Linked DNA regions of Mus musculus: region 1 is linked to region 2. The links are chromatin contacts, called in public HiChIP or PLAC-seq maps. All regions are on one chromosome and are shown on one strand. The core of a region is the stretch at or near the end of the contact, and the rest is flanking DNA. Distances in the headings are between cores, read along the strand shown.

The links. HiChIP or PLAC-seq counts read pairs in DNA pulled down with a chosen protein or histone mark.
Region 1: a contact with region 2 is called in a FOXA1 HiChIP or PLAC-seq map of pancreatic cancer cells. The contact joins two enhancer-like sites. A contact is called at or near these places in 10 of 39 promoter capture datasets (the 3T3-L1 cell line, cranial neural crest, embryonic stem cells and 4 more), 1 of 115 datasets of contacts at active chromatin or transcription factors (pancreatic cancer cells) and 1 of 9 other capture datasets (liver).

The regions. Positions count from the first base shown.
Region 1 is chr1:88,957,528-88,962,965 of GRCm38.p6, reverse strand. No RefSeq gene overlaps it. Among named protein-coding and RNA genes, the nearest start is that of 1700067G17Rik, 56 kb to the left of the region's middle. Within about 2 kb of position 3,040, at least 14 of the 459 cell types and tissues checked have an H3K27ac peak or open chromatin away from gene starts, as enhancers often do. A contact at or near this core is called in pancreatic cancer cells, where this site is marked.
Region 2 is chr1:88,389,944-88,395,193 of GRCm38.p6, reverse strand. No RefSeq gene overlaps it. Among named protein-coding and RNA genes, the nearest start is that of Spp2, 14 kb to the left of the region's middle. Within about 2 kb of position 1,348, at least 6 of the 459 cell types and tissues checked have an H3K27ac peak or open chromatin away from gene starts, as enhancers often do. A contact at or near this core is called in pancreatic cancer cells, where this site is marked.

The DNA.
Region 1 (5,438 bases), core at 1,791-4,290, 570 kb before region 2:
GAAAGCCACCTACCACCTACCTCTAACAAAAGCTTCTTTTCCTCCTGCCTCCAAAAGGAGACCCCGGGCAGTGAGCAGATGCTCCTGAGCTGCCTGCTTGCGTAGGGCCCGCTGTTCCCTTTGATGCACTCCCTCTAGACTTTCAAACTCCTGGCTACTTTGCTATTTATACCATGCGTCTTCGATTCTTTGACCAAGGTGCCAAGAATCCGGGAACAGCCAGGCCAGGCAGAAACCATCACAGCGATCTTAGTTTACTCTTCTTTGCTTCAGAATGAATATGAAAATAAGATTTCAGGGACCGAGAGAGGGCTCAGTGGGGAAAGAGCTTGCCAAAAAAAAAAAAAAAAAAAAAAGATGAGAACCTAAGTTCTAATCCCCAGTACCCATGAAAAAGCCCGGTGTGGTAGTGGCCATCTGAAGTCCCAGTGCTTCTGTGACAAGGTGGAAATGGGAAGATGGGAGAACCCTTGGCATTTCGTGGGCCAGTTAAACTGGTGTATGCAGAGGTGAGCAACCAAGAGACTCTTTCTCAAAGAATGTAGTAGGTGAAAGTGGACACCCACGGTTGTCTCTGACCTCTGCACGCATGATGCAGCATAGATGCATCCAAACTTACACAGCGTGTGCACACACTCATAAGAGACTGAGATTTCAGTGTATACGTAGGATATGGAGGCCATTTTAAAGATGTTCCCCGCACCCAATTGTACTATTCCTGAACATATGAAATAGAGCTGAAGGTCAAAGTATGTTTATGAAGTAGTCAACTGTGCTTGTGCTCTTCGTAAGAAGAGACGCAGTTATTTCTGTAGTCTTCACAGTCTGCAGTTCTGCTGCATGCATGCAAAGCATCCTGAAGACGTTATCACCACAAACAACATGAAGACAATGACAACTGGATAGCTCAAGTGCAGTTCTTGACATTCCAGATGACAAGAATCCACAGAAATCAGACTCCAGGAAAGAATTAACTTGGAACTTTCGAGATGATCCCTAACTTGTTTTCAACTCCCCGCCACCCCCACTCCCATTCATTGTATGTGCAGTAATATGCTTTCTCTGGGACTGGGATTGCAGCAGAAGACTTGTAACTGTGGTCTCCTGACAGAATGGAGCCTGCTTCATAGGCAAATCAGTTCCACCCTTGTTGTTAAGGTCTGTCCCAGTCCTGCAGCATTTGGCCTGAGGTGCTGGCTGTCACATCCACACTGGACTCCAGGAAAACATAACTGAATGACCACTCCTTTTGTTCTTGGTGGTTAGTTTTGTGTGTGTGTGTGTGTGTGTGTGTGTGTGTGTGTTTGAGATAATAGTCTTGCTATATAGCCCAGACTGTCCTTAAATGGGTAGTTCTGTCATTGTCCCTGATGCTAGGGTCATACATGTGACCCAAACTTAAAGGGCCACTTTTTTCTAAGTGCCTTTTGTTGTTCAGTTTTTGGAAGAAAGAGGCCCTTTCTTTACACTGGGATGAGAATGACCAAGGGGCACACCCATCCCCCACTATATGAGACCATTGCATAGAACGACTTAATTGGCCATGACTCTGAAGAAAAAGGTTCATCCAGAGACTAGGGGAAAGTGTCAAGAATGCCTGGGTAAAGTAGAGACTCAGCTGAAGAAATCCCAGAATGCTTCTTGTCTTATATAAATGGATGCAGAGGGCAGGTAGGTCTCCCCCACCTTGGCTCCTGCATGTGGTCTGCTTACCGGTGTGTCTTCTGGGCCCAGGCGGTGTCTCCTTTTTCCACTGATGTGCATCAGGTGCTCTTGTGTGGAGCCCACATGTTAATTCAATGGTAGCTGGATAACCAGATGGTACAGCTTCCCAAATTTCTCAGACCCACAGAACAAGCAAGGGGCTCTAGGGACTAGGGTCCTAGTCTGTAGGAGGAAATGACTCTGAGGCCAGGAGCCCCAACACTTGGAAGAAGCACAAAGACCACCCTGGGATGTCCCATGGCTGTTGACACTGCATCTGTGTGTTTACTGGCTTTTCTCTGCTTCCTCTATGAGTTATGACGTCATCGTAGTCACGATGGAGAGGTGAATAATTCTTCTTTTCCCAGTTCTAAAACTACAAATAAATTCATTTCCCCATATATCTGTATGTGTGTACACATATACATACATAAACATGTATATACTAAATGTAGAGATGTGTGCCTATATACATTTATAAGAATACAACATATATGTATAAAATGTTCCCTCTTAATGCTAGTGATCATATATATATATGTATATGTATATGTATACACACACACACATACATGAAATGTTGCTTTGTTTAAGTGTGAATGAGCACGTACACCCAGAGCCAAGCTTTCTGGTCAGGTCATCTGTATAGAATAAAGACAGATGGAGTCAGGCGAGTTAGAACTCTGCGGCCTAGAGCACCCCCCACCCTGCCCCTACACTTCTGTGCTCATGCGTACTTACTCTTAGCATCTGGAAGTATACAGGTCATCTGTGTTAGGGGGTACAAATTCTACTCTGTGCTTTAAGAAGGGCTTGGTGGCTAGTCCCTCACTGGGTCACCCATGGACACTCAGAAGGGTTTCTCAATTTCACTCTCCATTGCCCATGTTACTAAGAAGTGGGCAGCGCGATCTGCACATGGAGCGTGTCAGCTTCCCCAGCCGGGGATGGAAATCTTCTGTGGGAACGAAAACTCCCACTTCTTCTGACGCCTCCCACACCTCTGGATTTTGACATTCATACGCTATGGATCGTTGGCTGAAAATGATGTATTATTGATTTGTGTCTTAGAAACAGTACTTCCACCTTTCGGTGGTTATAAAAACATACGTTTGGGCTTTTCAGGGTGCGTTCAATAGCTAGTTTTTGGCATGCTTTGCTACCTCCAAAGTTCTCAGATGACCTCTTCCTGTCCCTGTCTGGAGAGTCATCTTCCTGAATACACTTTATTAACGTAGCCAAGGCTGCCCTCAGCCAAAGACCTTGCCCCCAGGCAGAGGGCAACACTTTGTCATCTGCTCTTAGGGACTCCAGCACTTAGCCAAATAAACTCGCTCCTCTCCCAACCACCCATTCATTATTCCTGACAGCAGAGCCCTGCCGGAGAAAGGCACTTGAGGGCTGCCTCTGAGCCACAGAGCTGTGACAATATCCAAAGGGGATTTCTCAGAAGTCCTGAGAGCCAAAGAGAAAAACAAGTAGCTTGTGTTAGGTGCTCTGACACATCATTCAGACGATGAACTTGACTCAGACTGTACTCACTGATAAAGTTCCCCAGACAGTGCTGGCAACTGGGACTCTTCCCAGTTCACTCCAATATTCATCAAAACTTGTTGACTTTGGGGGCTGGAGAGACAGACTAGTGATGAAGAGCACTTGCTTCTCTTGCAGAGGACCTGGGTTTGGTACCAGCACCTCCATGGTGGCTCATAACCATCTGTGACTTCAGTTCTAGTGTGACCAAACATTTTACTTTTGGGAAAGAGTGAGGAAGAATCCTCAAGTGGTACCACTCACTCATATGTGAATAGTCTTTCCTGGACATGATAGTCAATGGCCAGTGGTAGAGGGCACAGTTCAGTGTAATGGTAAACCCTGGGCACGGCAGGCCTGAGCTTTGACGTTATAGAACTCTGTGCGAGCCAATGGGCTTCTGGGCTCTCTGTGGTGGCTCAGGAAGCAAGGAGCTACGTGGACAGTGGGAGAGAGGTTGTATGAGGAGGAGGGTGGCATGACAGGAGAATACAGTGGACATTTGAGATGTGTGCCTGGACTCACCAGCACAGCCAAGGGGTCTGTAACAGAAGAGAGGTGGACCAGGAAAAAAGGGGAAGGAGGCTTAGAACTTGCTGGAGAGGGATTAGCAGACCTCTGGAAGGTGATTATGAGTTTGATAGGAGACAGGGATCTTTGAAACAGATCTTGTCATGGCTAGGCTCTTATGGGAGAACGAGACATTATGACAGCCATGTGGGGAGACAACTGGAGAGCTGGGGATAGAGATGGTGCAAGGAGGAGGAAGGGGGAGGATTTGGGCAAGATGTGATGGGTACTTGACGCAGGGTGACAGTGGAGTCAGGCACTAGAGATGCATGAGACCAGGCTCCCCTGTGTGATAGGATTTGCTGAAGGACTGGATAGAAAGGGAGAGGGGGAGAAAGAAGAAGGAGGGGAAAGAAGGAAGTTAAGAAATATAGTACTCAAAGTTTTAGACTGAGCGTCCCCTTCGGGGGGAGGGGTCTTGGTGTCTGTACTATATAACCCCAGGAAATGGTGTCACATCTGGGGTTCAGTCTTGGCCTCTGCTAGTGGCCGATCTGGCACTCAGCAGCAGCTGTAGCTAGGAAAGTCTTGATGAGTGAAACTCCATGTTGTTGAGCCCCCACACACCTCCATCTCTGCCACCCTGACTACTTTGTTCATGGCCCATTGGACAATGACAGGCATGTCTGGGGAAAGAGGCTGACTGCCCACAGGTCATCTTATCCACTTGATTACTGAGCTCCTCCTCTGCTGAAGTCACCTTTCAGTGATCACTTACAGGGACACAAGTATCATCACTTCCTTTGGCCATTTGGAGAGATCTAGCCATATCCTTCTTCTCCAGATGTCGTTCTCATCAATTTTCTAATTACACTCTTTCCAAGTCTCTGACCCACCAGCCAATTCATTGGTTACAGCCCATGAATCAGTGAACAATGGAACATCTGGCCCTTTCTCCTTCCAAAAATATCATACGACCATGTGTTCTGCCTGAAGCTCTGGCCACTGTGAAGATTCCCCTTCACTGATGTCTTTCAGGGTTGTCCCAGCAGAAGGTTGCAATGCTGCAGCTGTCCCCTTCTGGGTGGTGCCTACATGTCTTGTACAATCATCAGTAAGCTAGGTTCTCATTGTTTCTACCTCAGTCAACCGATCCTAGGGCTACATAGAGTCGCATGCTTGGGACCAGAAGGCATTGTAAGAGGAGTAGAAAACAGATGATTAGACAAATTCAGGGTTCCTATTGCTGGAACAAAACCAGGACCAAAAGCAAACTTGGGGACAAAAGGGTTTATTTGGCTTACATACCCTGGGTGACAGTCCACTGAGGGAAGCCAAGGGCAGGAAACTCAAGGCAAGAGCCTGGAGGCAGGCTCTGAAGAAGAGACTATGGGGGAGTGTTTCTTACTGGTTCTTTCTTCATGGCTTACTTGCTCTGCCTGCTTTCTTAGAGTGCCCAGGGCCATTTGCCACTCCTAGCAGGATGGGCCCTTGCACAGCAATCGTTAATGAAGAAAATGCCCCATTGAGATGCAAGCCTTTGCTAACAAAAACCTAACCAGGATGGTTTCCTCTTCTGAAAGGGACAGAGATGGAAGAGAATGGGGTGTGTGTGTGGGGTAGGTGGAACAGGAGTCTACTTGGCTGCATTTGATATGACATGCCCTTAGACACCCAAGTGGCATCTACAA
Region 2 (5,250 bases), core at 99-2,598:
AAGAACTCATGGACTGGAAACACAAGGAAATAGGATGTGCTAAGAAATATTTCAAGTAGGCAAGAGGGAAGAAGGGAGGGAGGGAGGGAGAGAGAGAGAGAGAGAGAGAGAGAGAGAGAGAGAGAGAGAGAGAGAGAGAGAGAGAGAGAGAGAGAGAGAAGGAACAAGGGCCTGGGGGCATCCCAGGGCATGCTGAAGAATGGTGCTGTTCAAGCACGCAATCCTTACTGGGTGCCTGCAGTGTCCATACAGAAAGAACAGAACAAGCCAGCTGGATGATGGCTCTCCCTCAAGAACTCCACAGCCCTCCAGGGGGAGGGGCAGTCTAAACAGAATATATTGAGGACCAATAACCACAGCCTCCCAACCAGGACGGCAGATGGGGAATGGGTTATAGGTCTGTCAAGGTGCTGAAGTTTTCATTTAGCATGAGGTATGGGTACCATGAGTAAAGGCATTAGGGAGGTTCCACAAGACAGAGGTACCAGAGGCTGCTCTGCAGGCAGAAGTTCTCAAGACAGGCTGCTTGGAGGGAGTGACTCTAAAGTTGGACTCTGGCAGAAGCATGCAGGGTTTTGTGTGTGTGTGTGTGTGGGGGGGGGTCAGAGACTTCAGGTAGGAGGGATAGTAAAGGCTGATAGAAGTAAGGAATGGGGACATGAGCTATGCACAAAGTGCCATGCTGAGATTTCAGAGCCTCCCAGGCTACCTCATCTAATCTTCTCACCCCTCCAAGGAAAGGAGGCCATTCTACAGACAAGAAAATCAACACAGGCTACTTGCATGATCTCCTCATCAGAGAAGCTCCCAGTGAAGGCAACTTGCCCCATCACTGAGAGAGTCTCTACAGTTTCTTCTAGAAGATCCCCCAAGATATGAAACAAAGGAGAGGGAAATCTACAAGGAGGTAGTGCAGCACTAGCAGCTTGGTCTTCCCAGGGTATGGAGCACTTGCGTGGGTAGTGGTCAGCTCCTCCTAGGAGGACATGCTACTGAGCATAGGGCAAGAGGACTCTAAGGCAACTACCATGATTTTTATGCCCAGGCAGCTGCCCTGAAGTGAGATAGGCAGGGGATGTCACACAATGAGCCTACAGAGATAAGGCAGGGCTACTGAATCCCCAATACCATGAATTAGGACACTGGGTGCAATCAGTGGTGATCCACTGATGAGGAGAAGTCAGCCTCCACCCTGAGTCCTAGGGACATGTCTCTCAGCATGATGCAGACATAGGTAGGACCTCATTGCCTGGCACAACGTGGCCATGTTCTAGAAAATTCTGTGTGCTCTCCTGATCTGCGTGTGCTGTGCATGTATGAATGCAGTGGTAGAGGCCAACCTGGGATCTCATGCATACTGGACATACTGGGCAAGTACTCTTGCCTGAGCCTTAATTCAGCCCAGATCTGGATACTGTCTTTGGTTTTGGTTTTGTTTTTTTCCTTCTACTTTTAATTGGTTCGTTGTGAATTTCACACTATGCACCTAATCCCACTCATCTCCCCCTCCCCTCATACCTGCCCTCTACCCTTGAAACCTTCCCCCGAACAGAGAAAAAATTCTTTCTGTGGAAGCTGTGGTGTGTCACAGTGTGTCCCACAGTTCACCCTTTTGTCCACACTTCTTTGTTTGCAAATGTTCATCGCAATGACTCATCTGTCTGGTGTGAGGCCTCTGGCTTCTGCTAGTCTATCAATACTGGACCCTCGCTGGGACTCCTCTCGGATTCACTGTTGTTGCCCTGTGTCATGGAGATCCTGTAGTTTTGAACCTGTAGGACCAGCCCCTTCATGCACTCCAGCCGTTCACTGATGGGGTACATGTTGGGATGAGCCCTTTCAAAACCTTGGATCTGAGAGGTATATGAGCTGGTCAGCTCAAAGGCTCTTCTATTATCATGCCCTCAGGGCATCTCACCACCACCAACCCCTGCAACCAAGGCCAGCTCTGCTCTGTTGCCCCAGTGAGACGCAGGACCCACTCTCCTGAGTGTTGTAGTTGGTGAAGGACATGGTCAATTCTCCCACTCTTATGACCCTGGGACTGTCTTTCCTGCCCACCATAGATAGTGAGGGGTGAAGGAGAAGAGGAGGGTGTCTCTCCCACATCCCTCATCTGCACCACTGTCCAGTAGACAAGAGGCAGGGCCGGTTCTCCCATACTCACACCCATGGTATTGGCTCACCTGCAACCCTATACAGGGCCAGCTCTACTGTGCTCTTCAAGTGAGATGCAGGGCCTGCTCTCCAGAGAGCTATAGCAACTGAGAGGCAGGGACAGCCCTCCTGCTTTGATGACCTCGGGCCAATTCTCCTGCCTGCCATAGATGGTATGGACTCAGGGGTGATACTCCCACTCACCCACCCACGTCACTGCAAGGCAGACAAGTTGTGGAGCCAGATCTCCTAAGCTCACACACTCAGTTTCACACACACACACACACACACACACACACACACACACACACACACACACCCATCTACTGCCAAGATCAGCTCTACTGTTGTGCCCTGGCAAGGTGCAGTGCCTGCACTCTCGAATGCTACAGCTGGTAAGGGACAGACAGAACTCGTCTGCTCTAATGATCTCAGGGCCAGGTCTGTTGCCTGCTGCAGGTGGTGAGAAGGAAGGCAGGGGAAAGGGTTATCTCTCTCTCTCATCCATGTCACCATACAGGAGACAAACAGCAGGGCTTATGCTTGCATCCTGGGGGCTATCTCACTCTCAGTGTGTGGGCCATACTCCGAGTACTACAGCTGGCTAGAGGCAGGGCCAGTTTACCCACTCTCATACTCCCAAGGGCCAGCTCTCCCACAATGCTCAGGTGAGGAGTGGAGCCCGTTCTGCAAAGCCGTCAGACATCAACATGTCTCAGAATGATAGCCCAGACCAGGGACATCTATCTGCCCGGCCTTTGGTGATAACAGACCCCCTACTGCTGCAGAGCCATAGACCCAGATATGTGCCCCTCCCCGGTTGCAGCACAGGCCATGACCCCACCATGGTCCTGGGTAACATTGCCAACTACTCACATCAGGCTGTTCCTCGCTGCCCTCAAGACTCTAGTTCCTGCCTCTCTTCATTGTGCCCCATTCCTCTGCTTCTCCTCTTCTTCCATTTCTCCACCACTTGCTCCTTTTAGTGGTACAGAGGCTTCTGAGTGTCTGGGTCATCTCAGGAGTGGTCTCAGGAGTGCTACGTCTCCTTCATGACAACCACATGACCCGTGGACCACAAAGAAGCAGGTGGATCAGGATACATTTGCCTGATTCCTCCTGGGATGGGGGTGGAACGTCCCTTAGAAGCAGAAGGACTCAGGAATGCTAGCAGGGTCATAGCTATATCCAGCAGCTCCAGTCCCATGCTGGGCACAGGTGGCTCTCTGGCAGAGTGTGTTTGAGGATGAAAGAAAGCCGTTAGCCCAGGGTAATCTGCTAGGCTGCTGAGAAGCCTACATCTGAACCCCTGTAACCTCTCAAAACACTGGTGACATAATGGGGCATGTGGCTCTGAATCAGTGAAGCTAAACACCTTTAGGTGACAGATGGGTGCCTACACAAGTGACACCTACTGTGGTGGCTTTGAACTCTTGGTCTCCAGCTGGTGATATTTGGGGGAGGCGTGTGGTCTTGATGGAGAAAGTACAGGTCCACTCTGAGATTGAAATTCCCTCCATGCTCCCAGTTTGCTCTCACTGAATTGTGTATACGGTTCAAGATGTGAACTTGCAGCTCCTGTCACCATGCCCGCTGCCCTGCCTCCTCACCATGACAGACTCTCATCCCTCTAGAACCATAGCCCGAAGAAACTCTTCTAGAGGTTACTTTTGATCATGGTGTTTTGTCACAATAACAGAGAAGTAGTTAATACACTTACCAAAAAGTGGACCATAGTATCTAAATCCCTGGATGCCGACTGTGGCTGCAGTTTACCTGTTTCTGCGTGCACTCAGCGTGGGCCGGTTATCATCCCAGTAACTCAAACCCCTTTAGGAATGACCATAACTCAGCAAAGAGTGACTTTTATTTTTTTACTCTCACTAGAATGCCACACATAAACATGACAATTCCTCCATGGTTTAATGTGCTCACACTGACGCCATGATGCAGGAGTCTCTGGGGACAAGTCTACAGATGGTTAGAACCAGACCAACAGATGCAGCACCTTTGACTTGACAAATGAGCTCTTTTCAGGAGCTACGTTAGAAATAGTGACGTCACAGGAGCACACATCCTGTAGATTAACCATGTAAGCAAATTCTAAGCATCGTCTAACTCTTCTTCAGGGTCAACAGGAACATTCCATGTACAGAGACTGTTTTCTTAAGCTGGTGGAGACATGGTGTGGAAATATGAACATGTGAACACTCTGATTAAGTGGGGGTTGGCAGATAGACTAGGCTAAGTCTTGTTTGCTTCTTCTAGTCCAGTTCCTTACTTGAGTTGAAGGTGAGGCTCTGACTGTTTTTCTGTCTGAACAGTCAGTGTGCTGTCTTACATTTCATTTTTTACAAGTCCCTATGTAGAGGCCAGACCCTTCCTCCTGGTGGTTTCAGACATGGCAAGCACCTTGGTCATCAGGGTAAAATGGAAGTGAAATGCTCTCACTAACAGTGAAATGTTCAACTTTCCACCTGTTGGCCATTTTCATTATGCAAATGTGTTCCATCCACTCTCTGCTTCTGAAACCCCAGTGAGTTAGAGACCTATGAGGCCAGGATGGCTTTAAAAGTCGGGAGCTAGAGAAAGTACCCAAGGAGCTAAAGGAGTTTGCAACCCTATAGGTGGAACAACAATATGAACTAACCAGTAGCCCCAGAGCTCTTGTCTCTGGCTGCATATGTAGCAGAAGATGGCCTAGTCGGCCATCACTGGAAAGAGACGCCCCTTGGACTTGCAAAGTTTATATGCCCCAGTACAGGGGAACGCCAGGGCCAAGAAGTGGGAGTGGGTGGGTAGGGGAGGGGGGGAGGGTATGGGGGACTTTCGAGATAGCATTTGAAATGTAAATGAAGAAAATACCTAATAAAATTGGGAAAATTTTTTTAAAAAGCTAGTTAAATGTTTTCTTCTCAAAAAATAAAAATAAATAAATAAAATAAATAAATAAAACAGTGGGCAAACATTTAAAAAAAAAGGCCAGGCAGCCTTTGTTCTGCCCCTCTCTGCTTCCATTTGCAGCGTGTGGATAGCCAGACCAAATAAAAATAAACACATCTGGGTTAATGCGTCAGTCATTCTTCTACCTAA